Linked DNA regions of Bos taurus: region 2 is linked to region 1. A link is a contact called in public Hi-C data. All regions are on one chromosome and are shown on one strand. The core of a region is the stretch at or near the end of the contact, and the rest is flanking DNA. Distances in the headings are between cores, read along the strand shown. Region 1 holds the start of XXYLT1 (xyloside xylosyltransferase 1). Region 2 holds the start of FAM43A (family with sequence similarity 43 member A).

What was found. Hi-C and Micro-C count contacts between places; a contact is called where the count stands out from the background.
Region 2: a contact with region 1 is called in a Hi-C map of skin fibroblasts, with 5 times the contacts expected there. The contact joins the promoter of FAM43A here to the promoter of XXYLT1 in region 1. A contact is called at or near these places in 6 of 11 Hi-C or Micro-C datasets (blastocyst, liver, skeletal muscle and 2 more).

The regions. Positions count from the first base shown.
Region 1 is chr1:72,323,216-72,329,524 of ARS-UCD2.0, reverse strand. XXYLT1 (xyloside xylosyltransferase 1) reads right to left here and starts at 2,747. Exons shown (of 4, transcript NM_001075999.1): 1 at 2,187-2,747. The coding sequence starts at 2,690.
Region 2 is chr1:72,861,134-72,867,442 of ARS-UCD2.0, reverse strand. FAM43A (family with sequence similarity 43 member A) reads left to right here and starts at 3,680. Exons shown (of 1, transcript XM_002684829.6): 1 at 3,680-6,309. The coding sequence starts at 4,609. The coding sequence ends at 5,880.

The sequences.
Region 1 (6,309 bases), core at 1,498-3,997:
CAGTCGAGTCCGATGCCCCTGAGAGGCAAAGGGAGGCGGGGTCACCAGCAGTTACCCAGCTCTATCCAGACTGGCCCTATGATCAAAGGCTCTTGCTTTTCTCCCTTGAACTAGCAAAGGATTTCTCAAAACAATGGAGTCCTAAGGAACACCCGGAACAGGCTGCCAGGCCCTACCTCCCAACACTGCAATTACGGAAATCGGCATGAGCCCCAGGCTGAAAGAACCCCAGCTCAGACAGTGGACCCTGGACCTGGATTCTTGGCCTCCTGTACCATGGAATCCAGACCAGGTGCCTCACTATGACTGGTGGGTGTTCCTGAAGGGTTCATTTTTTCTGGGCAGGGCATAGACTGGATGCTATGGCAGAAAGCTGGAACAGAATGCTGTGGAGGGCTGGGCACAGACTGTCCCCGGTTCTGGGGGAATTCCTGGGGGAAGGTGAAAACTACGTAAACCGTGGTCAAGGGCCCAGGAAGAAAGGAAGGACGCTCTGGGCAGAGAGTACAGCTTGTGTAAAGGCACATTCAGTACTGTTAGTAGGGGAAGGACAAGGAGGTTGGCTGAGGAGCCCGGCCCCACAACAGACAGCCCTGCCAAGAAATGAGGACTTGATTCTGTAGACAACAACAACAAAAAAGGGAGTTCCCTGGAGGTCCACTGGTTAACTTCCACTCCAAGGTACACAGGTCGAGGAACTCAGATCCCACAGGCTGTGTGGTGCGGCTAAAAACAAACACCAACAGGCCCCTGAACCCTGCAGGAGGCCAGCACTGGCTCCCCTTAGTCACTCACCCAGCACAAACGCATGGTACACTAATCTTACCGCCCCTCCCCCTACCACCAGTCTCCATCCTTTAAGATCAGCTACTAAGAACCCGCCTGCCAACGCAGGAGACAGGAGACACGGGTTCAATCCCTGGGTCCGGAAGATCACTTGGAGGAGGACATGGCAACCCACTCTAGTATTCTTGCCTGGGGAATCCCGCTGGACAGAGGAGCCTGGTGGGCTACAGTCCATTGGGTCGCATAGAGCCGGACATGACTGGAGTGATTTAGTGCACATTATTTCTATCCCAAAATCACACCTTAGATCCCCTCTGGGCAACTATTAGGTCAAAAGGAGACATGTAATTTAACTGAGGCCATTAACACTAAGCTTGGACTGCAAGGAGATCCAACCAGTAAATCCTAAAGGAAATCAGTCCTGAATATTCATTGGAAGGACTGATGCTGAAGCTGAAATACTCCAATACTTTGGCCACCTGATGCAAAGAACCGACACACTGGAAAAGACCCTGATGCTGGGAAAGACTGAAGGTGGGAGAAGGGGATGACAGGGGATGAGATGGTTGGATGGCATCACCGACCAGATGGACATGAGTTTGAGTAAGCTCCAGGAGTTGGTGATGGACAGGGAGGCCCGGTGTGCTGCAGTCCACGGGGTCGCAAAGAGTCGGATATGACTGAGCGACTGAGCTGGCTGACTGAAGAATACAATCTCTCACAAGAAGAGCCAGGTGGTCCAGCCCGGAACAAGACGACTAGCTCTGCTCTGCCCTCTCCAGATCTTATATCTTTACCTCTTGGAGCACTTTCTTGCTGGGAGGAACCCGCTGCTTTTCTAAATGGGTTCATGACCCTGAAGAGAAGGGAAGAAGGAGGCACACTGAGGAGATGAAATGGTTCACATGGGGCTGGGTTTGGGCTGGACCAGTTTCAACTGAAATCCTTAGAGCTATGAGAAATGTCCCTGTAATTTGAACAACTCAAGCGGCCTAAGACCTTGTCCAGCAGACGCTGCACCTTCAAGTGACCTGCTCCATCCTCAAAAGTCAAACACTGAAAAGAATAAACAGAGGGGCAGACTTAAAGGCACTGACTGCTGAAATCAACCACATCAGGAAAGAGCGGGCTTGCTGATTCTCCAGGGGGCCGCAGTTAAAGGGAAGCTCGGATCAAGGAAGTCAGCTAATAGAGGCTCCGAGACACGCCCCCCCGGACCATGCCTGCAGCGTGCTATGAACGCACAATTCAGGCAGGGTACGGGTTAAGGGGTTAGGCTTCTGCTGGCACTGGCAATGGGCATCGCAACTAAGACACCTCCCTCCTGACCCCTGGATCCAGGCCGGGCCCCACACTGACCGAGTCACCTATCCGGAGCCTCTAGCTGGGGCCCCGCTCACCTTGCATTTGAAGCCGGCGGCGGGCGGCAGCAGCTCCCGCAGCAGGGCCTTGGCCACCTCGCGGCTGGCCTCCTCGCTTACGAAATGCAGGTTAAGCACCTCGTGCGCCTCGAACTTAGCGAGGCGCAGCAGGGAGCGGAGGGCAACGCGGGCCTTGGCCTGCAACGCGGCATTGTGTTCGGCCTTGGTGAACATCATCAGCAGGTGGTAGTCCACCGGCCCGGCCCCGCCGCCCTCCAGGCTCTTGGCCTTAGCGCCCGGGGCCGGCGCCAAGGATCCCCGCGCCAGCTCCAGCACCGGCGGTGAGGGCGCAGCAGGGGCCCCGGCGCGGGCCTCCTTCAGCCTCTTGGTGGCGCTGGAGAAGGTCTCCCGGCCCGAGCCCAGGTAGTAGAAGGCACAGACGGCCAGCGCCGCGGCCAGCAGCAGCGCGCAGTAGTGGGAGCGCACAGCGCCCAGACGCGCCATGGCCCGAGCGCACGGGGGCCCGCCTCGGAGGAGACCCATGCGCCGCCCGCCCGCGGACAGATCAGCCGGAGAGTTGCGGCAGAGACCAGTATCCCGGCAGCAAGTTAGCAGCCCCGGCAGCAGGCGGCAGCCATGGCGGGGGCGGAGCCGAGCTGCCAATCTGCGGGCGCTGATACGCGGAGAGGCGGGGCCAGGCTGCCTGGCAGCCACTGGGTCCTAAGCTCAGAAGGATTACAGTGGGGTCGGGCAGTGAGCCCGCAGGAGTCCCTCCAGCGTGTCTGAAGGAGGCGGTGAGGACTTGCACACACGAGCCAGCAGGCTGTACGGCCTGTGGAAAATGGCCCTCGTTAAGTGCACAGCCTCAGGCTCTAGAAACCGAAGCTAAGCCTTCGGAAGCAAAAAGACTAAACTGGACGCACAAAAAATTTTCTGTTTATATCTTTTCCCTCCTAATTTCTTAAAGGCTTTACGTCCTCTCCCTGACTCCTTTCACACCTTGGAGACTATCTAGGGCTGAAGAATTTAAACTAGCAACTCCTTTCCCATTCTCGGTGAAGTAGGATTGACACCCGAGGTATGAATCCCTTGCTCACCTCACTTGGCATCTCTGAGGCCGACCAGAGGCAACCTAAAGGATGTGGCCACCAGGGGGCCACCTGCCACAAACTTTGGGTGGTTCAGAGCTCCCCAGGAAGCTTGTGGGTTTTGTTTTTTTAACAGACTTAAACACTTCAAAAGAGACTTACTGTATACCCGGTAGTTTTGCAAATTCTTAACTGAGGCGTAACTGAGGTCACTTGCTCAGGTCACACAGTGTCAGGTTTGACAGAGACACACTCTTCCACAGCAGATGAGGGTGCCTATACTGACACAACTTTCCTGAAGGGCACTCTAGCAATACTAAAACCTAAGAGAACTTTCAGTTCTCTCTCCTATCCACAGAACAGTGGTTCTCAAATTTTTATTGGTACTAGCAGCACTGGCACCACCCTTATGGCAGAAAGTGAAGAACTAAAAAGCCTCTTGATGAAAGTGAAAGTGGAGAGTGAAAAAGTTGGCTTAAAGCTCAACATTCAGAAAACAAAGATCATGGCATCTGGTCCCATCACTTCATGGGAAACAGATGAGTAAACAGTGTCAGACTTTATTTTTGGGGGCTCCAAAATCACTGCAGATGGTGACTGCAGCCATGAAATTAAAAGACACTTACTCCTTGGAAGAAAAGTTATTACCAACCTAGACAGCATATTCAAAAGCAGAGACATTACTTTGTCAACAAAGGTCTGACTAGTCAATGCTATGGTTTTTCCAGTGGTCATGTATGGATGTGAGAGTTGGACTGTGAAGAAAGCTGAGCGCCGAAGAATTGATGCTTTTGAACTGTGGTGTTGGAGAAGACTCTTGAGAGTCCCTTGGACTGCAAGGAGATCCAACCAGTCCATTCTGAAGGAGATCAGCCCTGGGATTTCTTTGGAAGGAAAGATGCTAAAGCTGAAACTCCAGTACTTTGGCCACCTCCTGCAAAGTTGACTCATTGGAAAAAGACTCTGATGCTGGGAGGGATTGGGGGCAGGAGGAGAAGGGGACGACAGAGGATGAGATGGCTGGATGGCATCAACGACTGAGTCTGAGTGAACTCCGGGAGTTGGTGATGGACAGGGAGGCCTGGCATTCTACGATTCATGGGGCCGCAAAGAGTCAGACATGACTGAGCAACTGAACTGAACTGAACTGAAATGAGCAGCACTGGGGAGCTTGATAAAACACAAGGGCTCAGGCCCTATTACCTTCAATGAGCCCGGGCCTTGATGGTGATTCTTCTGCAAGCCAAAGTTTGAAAAGCAGTGCCCTGGATCTTCAGACCGTCAACCTCTCCTGCTTCAGACCTTGGCTTGGGTGTCCCTGCCTCAAAGAGTGGTCTCTAAACACCAGCCCTTGCAAGTGTCCAGATGAAGCACCATCCTCAAGGATACCATAAGGGCCACCTAAGAACTACCCAGTCCCATCTTTCTGGGATGGCAAGACTTAAAGAGAGCAAGCAAGGTGTCTTTCTTTAACCATAATATCTCCAGTAACTGATGGTGCTTGACTCACTGAATGAGCATCAGAAATACACCCACCCATTGTAAACCATCATTTTCCTAACAGAATAAGGAAAAATGTACTCAAATATTTAGCCACAAGGGTAATGCAGAGCTAGGTTTATGATGACAAGATATTAAAATCAAATGTTCATCAGTAAAGTGAAACTAAAATAAAGATGCTGTTGGGAATTCTCTGGTGATCCAGTGATTAAGAGTCTGCCTGCCAGTGCAGGGGACACGGTTTCAATCCCTGGTCCAGGAGGATCCCATACGCCGAGTGACAGGTAAACCTGTGCGCCACTACTGAGCCAGCACTCTAGAGCCCACCAGCCACAACTACTGAATCCAAGTGCCTACAGCTTGGGCAGCCACAAGAGAAGCCGCCACAATGAGCAGCCCACTCGCCCACAACTATGGAAACCCTACACACAGCAATGAAAACCCAGTGCAGCCAAAAATAGATAATTTTTTTAAATTAAAAAACAAAGATGCTGTTGGTGCTGTAGTCAACAAACTGTAAGTGGAAATTTTTTTAAGTGATAAATGGAGGAAGAACCTATAGATTTACAGCCTCAACAGATACATTAGCCAATTGCAATGAATGGAACTTACATAAATTCTGATTTGAAAAATCTTTTTTTAAAGAACACCAAGGTATTGAGGAATTTGAATACTGACTACATAGTTTCATAGTTTAAGAAAGGTGATATAATTTTTTAAGAACAGTCCTTCCCCCCCCCTAACTTTTTTATATTGAAGTATAGTTGATTAACAACGTTGTGTCAAGTCCAGGGGCACAGCAAAGTGATTCAATTATACACACACATGTATCTATTCTTTTTAAGTCTTTTCCCATTTAGGTTGTTACAAACTACTGAGAAGAGTTCTCTGTATTGGACAGTAGGTCCTTGTTGTATACATGTCAACCCCAAACTCCTTATTACCCCTCCCCAATCCTTCCTGTCTAGTAACAGTAAGTTCGTTCTCTAAGTCTGTTTGTTTTATAAATAAGTTCAGTTCTCCAAGTCTGCTTCTGTTTTGTAAATAAGTTCATTTGTATAATTTTTAAGGTTCTGCATAAAAGCAATATACATATTTAGAGAGACATACTCAACAATTTGTTGAAATGTCTGGCACCCATCTTAAAAAAAACAGGGAAGAGGAAAAATGGGTACAAGTATAGATAAAACAGTGTATAAGTCATGAACCAATAGCTACTAAACTTATTATCTCTACTTTTGAGTGTTTGAAAATTTCAATAAGAAGATTTTTAAAAATCCTCCCAAAAGTGATGCAGATTAAAGACTTAGAAACTTGTCCCTCATTTATTAAATGAAAGAAACAGGTGACAAAACAGTTTGATCCCCCTGTATATAAATACATACACATCCAAAGGTCTAGAAAGGTATACACCATGGAAATAATAGCATCCCCCACACTCAGTACTATCCAACAGAACTTCCTAGGGTGAATATATTCTATAATCTGCCCTGCTCAAAACAGTAGTCACTGGACACAAAGCTAGCGCCTCTGACATGTGGCAATTCAACACATGAACTCAACACTTAATTCTA
Region 2 (6,309 bases), core at 2,431-4,930, 540 kb before region 1:
CATCTCATCCTCTTGCCGCCCCCTTCTCCTTTTGCCTTCCATCTTTCCCAGCATCAGGGTATTTTCCAATGAGTTGGCTTTTTGCATCAGGTGGCCAAAGTATTGGAACCTATCAGCTTCAGCATCAATCCTTCATTAGGATATTCAGGGTTGATTTCCTTCAGGATTGACTGGTTTGATCCCCTTGCAATCCAAGGGACTCTCAAGAGTCTTCTCCAGCACCACAATTTGAAAGCATCAATTCTTCAGCACTCAGCTTTCTTTATGGTCCAATTCTCACATCAGTACATGACTACTGGAAAAACCATAGCTTTAACTATATGGACCTTTGTCAGCAAAGTGACGTCTCTGTTTTTTAATGTGCTGTCTAGGTTTGCTATAGCTTTCCTTCCAATGAGCAAGTGTCTTTTAATTTTCATGGTTGAAGTCACCATCCACAGTGATTTTTGAGCCCAAGAAAATAAAATCTGTCACTGCTTCCACTTTTTCCCCTTCTATTTGCTATGAAGTGATGGGACTGGATGCCATGATCTTAGTTTTCGAACGCTGAGTTTTAAGGCAGCTTTTTCACTCTCCTCTTTCACGATCTTCAAGAGGCTCTTTAGTTCCTCTCTGCTTTCTGCCATCAATGTGGTATCATCTGCATATCTGAAGATGATATTTCTCCTGGCAATCTTGATTCCAGCTTGTGCTTCATCCAACCTGGCATTTCGCATGATGTACTCTGCATATACATTAAATAAGCAGGGTGACAATACACAACCTTGTCGTAATCCTTGAACCTCTGAGTAATTTGGAAATGTTAACTGCTTGAACATGATGTCTGCTTTTGTAGAGTCTAGACTTTGAAATATGGCCTAGCTAAAGGTCACTTGCTGCTGCTGCTGCTAAGTCGCTTCAGTCATGTCCAACTCTGTGCGACCCCAGAGATGGCAGCCCACCAGGCTCCCCTGTCCCTGGGATTCTCCAGGCAAGAACACTGGAGTGGGTTGCCATTTCCTTCTCCAATGCATGTAAGTGAAAAGTGAAAGTAAAGTCGCTCAGTCGTGTCCGACTCTAGCGACCCCATGGACTGCAGCCCACCAGGCTCCTCCGTCCATGGGATTCTCCAGGCAAAAGTGCTGGAGTGGCATGCCATTGCCTTCTCCGAAAGGTCACTTAGCACAAGTTAATTTGGTGTGGTTTTTATAGGATTTTTTTTTTGTTTGGACTACTTACTCTCTCTACTTCATTGCCACTATAAGATATTCCTGAAATGCAAGCAGAAGAGGAATTAACCTTGGTTTAAGTGGCTTTTTACAGTCCTAACCAGCTCCTTCCAACACCTTGCCTCCATTAACCTATCAGGGCAGTTGAAGGGTAAGTCATTATAGCACTGTTCTAATCACATTCTGGGCCCAGCCAGCCATGAAAAGGCCATTCCTTCTCTAAGAGACTAGGAGAGCCCAGAAAGCACGATCAGCATAATTCCTTGTTTGATCAGGAAATTTTCCTCTTTCACTTAAAAAAACTATTTATTTTATTTTGGCTGCCCTGGGTCTTTGCTGCTGGATGCAGGCTTTCTCTAGTTGCGGAGAGCAGGGGCTATTCTGTGGTTGCAGTGTGATCTTCTCATTGCTGGGGCTTCTCTTGTTGCAGAGCACAGGCTGAAGGGCATGTGGGCCTCATTAGTTGTGGCACATGGGCTTAGTTGTCCCATGGCGTGTAGAATCTTCCTAGACAAGGGATCGAACCCATGTCCCCTGCATTGGCAGGTGGATTCTTAACCACTGAACCATCAGGAAAGTTATCCTGTTTCATTGTTATTAAATGCCATCCTAAACTGCACACGTGCATGCATTATTATGTTCTATGTTTGCTATATCTGGAAAGCCCTTTAACTCTTTCCGGCTTGGTGACGTCTTGTTCATTTTAAACATAACCACCTCTGTGGAACCTTCTTTGATTTTCCTAGTCACAAAGAATCTTTTCTTCTCCAGCTTCTCAGAGTACTCTGGGATCTTCGCAGGCCATTTGATCCACTCTGTCTTCTTGTTTACATGCATGTTTCATTCATTCATTCAACAATTAAGTGGTGCCAGGCATTGTGCAGACAGGGTGCTCTCATAGAATTTATGTTCCAGCAGAAGCCCAGAGTTGGGTGAACTTTATATCCTTCACTGGACTGGGAGTTTCTTGGAGACAGGAATTAGGTCTGTCGACTCCCAGTTCAGGGCCTGGTTCCAAAAGGTACTCAGGAAAGTTAAACTGAAATTCAGTACCAATGACTCTAGAAAATTGAGTCATGGCTCAGCTGGTAAAGAATCTGCCTGCAATGGGGGAGACCTGGGTTCGATCCCTGGGTTGGGAAGATCCCTGGAGAAGGAAAAGGCTACCAACTCCAGTATTCTGGTCTGGAGAATTCCATGGACATACAGTCCATGGGGTTGCAAAGAGCCGGACACGACTGAGTGAATTTCACTTACTTTCAAAGAAAGGTTAAAAGTTAGCAAAAATAGAGGGCCAGAGAATCTCCAGGAGGGGTTACGGTTGTGCTGAGATCAGGACCTGGCATGGAAGCCAGAGACACCCAGATCCCCAGAAGCCTGGGCCTGGAGAGTGGGAGGGTCTACTGTCCTCCTGTGGGATGAGCTTGGGTGTTCCATGCAGGGTTATCAGGACACTTATTACACATTTCAGCTACAAGTGGTTTTGCTTTGAGTGAGCAGACCATAGAGGAAAGCTGGTTGTTTCAAGGGCCCAGAAATGAGTTACTAACCAAGGGTCAGGCCAGCCAGATGATTAAAGTGACAGTGTCAAGCTGGCACAAGAGAAGAGAATGATTAATGCTAAGCATTCTCATGGAGGGTGGGTGGGCATTATTTGAAACAAATAAAAGTCATTTGAATTTTTACTAGGAATTTTCATCCATAATGTGATAGTAATGTAATAAAACTAAATGCCTGGCCTGCCAAAGTAAACTGAGTTCTTAACCACACACAAGGATTATTTAGAAACTGTATATATCTCAGAAAAGTGCTCTCCCGCTTAGGCCCTGACAGAAGGCTGGGCCACTGCTAGGGGTTAGGAGCTTATTTATCAAATACACACTGTAGTGTTCACTCCAACCATCTTATTACCACTCATCTCTCTTTTCATTATCTGCTCTTTACATGTGGAGAAGGGGCTCCAAGAGAATGAAAGATGTTTTCTTTGCCCTTCTTTATTTTCTTTGCCAGAATAAAATTCTGGGGAAAAAAATAGCACCCAGTCATTCTCAGAAAGCTGTCACACACAGAAAGAAATACTATTTCCCCAACCTTTTTGCACATTATAGTCTAAATCCCACCTTCCACCGCCTCCCCCAGAAGTTTCGATGGAGACATACATTTATTCAGTGAGTTGCAATTCAGCCTGGGGGTGGAGTGTCAGAATCCAAGTTGCTTTTCCTGCGGGGTAACCCCAGGTCTTGGAGATTTCTGTAGATATAGGGGATATTGGTAAATTTGGGATGAAATTGCCAGACTGGATCGGTCTCCCTTTCCCCCCAACCAATGGCTGCAACCAGATCCCTTTAAGAGATCGGCAAACCGCCGGGCGTCCAAGCCTGAAACAGATCCTTGTCTCTGCTCCTCCCCTGTCCCCGTGCGGCGAATGGTTCGTGCCGGCCTATATTTACCCGAGATCTTCCTCTCGGACTGCAAGGATGTGAGGCTGGCGAGGCAGCTACCGCTCGTAGCACCGGAGAGGGCGCGCTGCAAAGGCTGGCAGCCGAGCCAGGGGATCCCGGGAGCCGAGTCAGACACCCTCCGGAGAAAAGAAATGAGGTAGCGACCGTCCCGGGAGCCGACCATGCGCACGCCTGGCCCTCGGAGCCCCGCGCTGCCCCCGCCGAGCCAGCCCTAACAGTGAGCCGCGGAGCCCGAGTCCCCGGCGTCCTGCCTGTGGGAAGATGCAGTGAGCCACGGGGGGATTGCTGCGCGGGGCCCGCCGCGGCCATCCGACCCACCATCGGAGCGCACTTGGGGCAAGCAACTGCTTCTGGGACCCGCTCAACCGAGGGGCTCTCTGCCTCCAGGACCCCTTGGAGGTGGGGAGTACCGACCCCTGGGTACACTCGCGGTTGAGTTTCCGCGGTTTCTGGCCCTAGCGACTGTGTGTGTGAGTGTGAGAGGGGGGGCTCTTTTCACCTTCGCCGAGGAGTTCCTGCGTATTCTCGCACCATCCCGGCTGCTTTTGCTGGGGGCTTCCTCATTTATTTGCATCTCTTTTTTTCTAAAGACGTTTTCCGCCCCACTCTTGTGCTGTCTTTCTCTCATTTTGCCTGCCTAAGACTCTTTGCCCTGATCCTGCTCAGGCTGGGATAAATCTGTGTGCTCCTTCCCTCCTCCCCCTTGCAGTTAAATCTTAAAAAAAAAAAAAAAAAAATTCGACCCCTACCTCTTGTGCTGGGTTCTCGAGCCTTATACACCCCTATTCCCCCGCCCCCACTCCGGAGTGGGCCACTCCTAGCAGAGTTTTATTTTTCGGTCTTGCCCGGGCCGAGCCCGGCCGGGGCGGGTGGCTCAGCCGGGCTCTCAACCGGCGCTCCGCCGCCGCCGCCCAGCTGCGCGGGGGCGCCCTCCGGAGATGCTGCCGTGGAAGAAGCACAAGTTCGAGCTGCTGGCCGAGGCGCCGCCACGGCAGGCGTCTAAGCCCAAGGGCTACGCGGTGAGCCTGCACTACTCGGCGCTCAGCTCTCTAGCGAGGGCGTGCCCCGAAGGCGCGCTCAGCCGGGTGGGCAGCATGTTTCGCTCCAAGCGCAAAAAACTGCACATCACCAGCGAGGATCCCACTTATACTGTGCTCTACCTGGGCAATGCCACCACCATCCAGGCGCGCGGCGACGGCTGCACCGACCTAGCGGTGGGCAAGATCTGGAGCAAGAGTGAGGCGGGCCGTCAGGGCACCAAGATGAAGCTGACTGTGAGTGCGCAGGGTATCCGCATGGTGCACGCCGAGGAGCGCGCGCTGCGGCGCCCTGGCCACCTGTACCTGCTGCACCGCGTTACCTACTGTGTGGCAGACGCGCGACTGCCCAAGGTCTTCGCCTGGGTGTACCGGCACGAGCTCAAGCACAAGGCGGTCATGCTGCGCTGTCACGCGGTACTCGTGTCGAAGCCCGAGAAGGCGCAGGCCATGGCCCTGCTGCTCTACCAGACGTCGGCCAACGCTCTGGCGGAATTTAAACGGCTCAAGCGGCGGGACGACGCGCGTCACCAGCAGCAGGAGCTGGTTGGCGCTCACACCATCCCGCTAGTGCCGCTGCGCAAGCTGCTCCTGCACGGACCCTGCTGCTACAAACCGCCGGTGGAGCGCAGCCGAAGTGCGCCCAAGCTCGGCTCCATCACCGAGGACCTGCTCGGCGAACAGCAGGAGCAGGAGCTGCAGGAGGAAGAGGAAGAGGAGCACGCGGAGGGTTGCCCCGAGGAGGAGGAGGACCGAGCCGGAGAAGGAGAGCCGGCAGAGCCAGAGGCCGAAGCGAAGCGGGCGCTGGTGGTGGCCATGCACTTCGAATGCGGGGACTTGCTGGACACGCTGGAGAGTGGCCACGAGGAGGCGCTGGGGGGCGGCGGGGTCTCGCCGGGCCCTGAGGCTGGGTCGTCGCCTCTGCTGCTGGGCAGCACCTCCGACATGAGGGCCGAGCTTTCGCAGCTTATTAACGACCTGGGCGAGCTCAGTTTTGGCAACGACGTGCGCAGCCTGCAGGCGGACTTGCGGGTGACGCGCCTGCTGTCGGGCGAGAGCACGGGTAGCGAGAGCTCCATCGAAGGAGGGGGCCCGGATGCCAACACTGCCACCGCCGGGGACCCATCCGGCCCCGCGGACTGCGCCAGCCCAGACGAGCCCCACTCGGGCTGAGCTCCCAGCAATGTCCTGTGCGCGCCCTTGGCGCCCGATCGTGATCCCCACGCGCCTCTCCACCACTTCCTTACCTCCCGACCTGCCCCAGGAAAGGGGAGATGGGACACTTGAGGCCCAGACCCGCCCCCTCTACACCCATACATATGGCTGTGTTTGAAGCGGGGCTCAGATTGCAAGTGGAGATACGGGGGAGGGGAAACCATACAAGGAAGGGGAAAGAGGTCGCCATTTGGGGTCTGGGGAAGGGAAAGGCCGCTGGTGTTAGCAAAGCCCGGCGGGCTACAAGTGCCTGCCGGCCAGTTTCCTGTTTGTGGGGCAGCTGGGGCCTGAGGAGGAGGGGTTAACTTCCTCCCCCACCGGTCATCTGGGAGGGCCTAGTGTTGTCATTGACATGGCAGTTTTTGTTTTTTTTTGTAATTGCTTTCA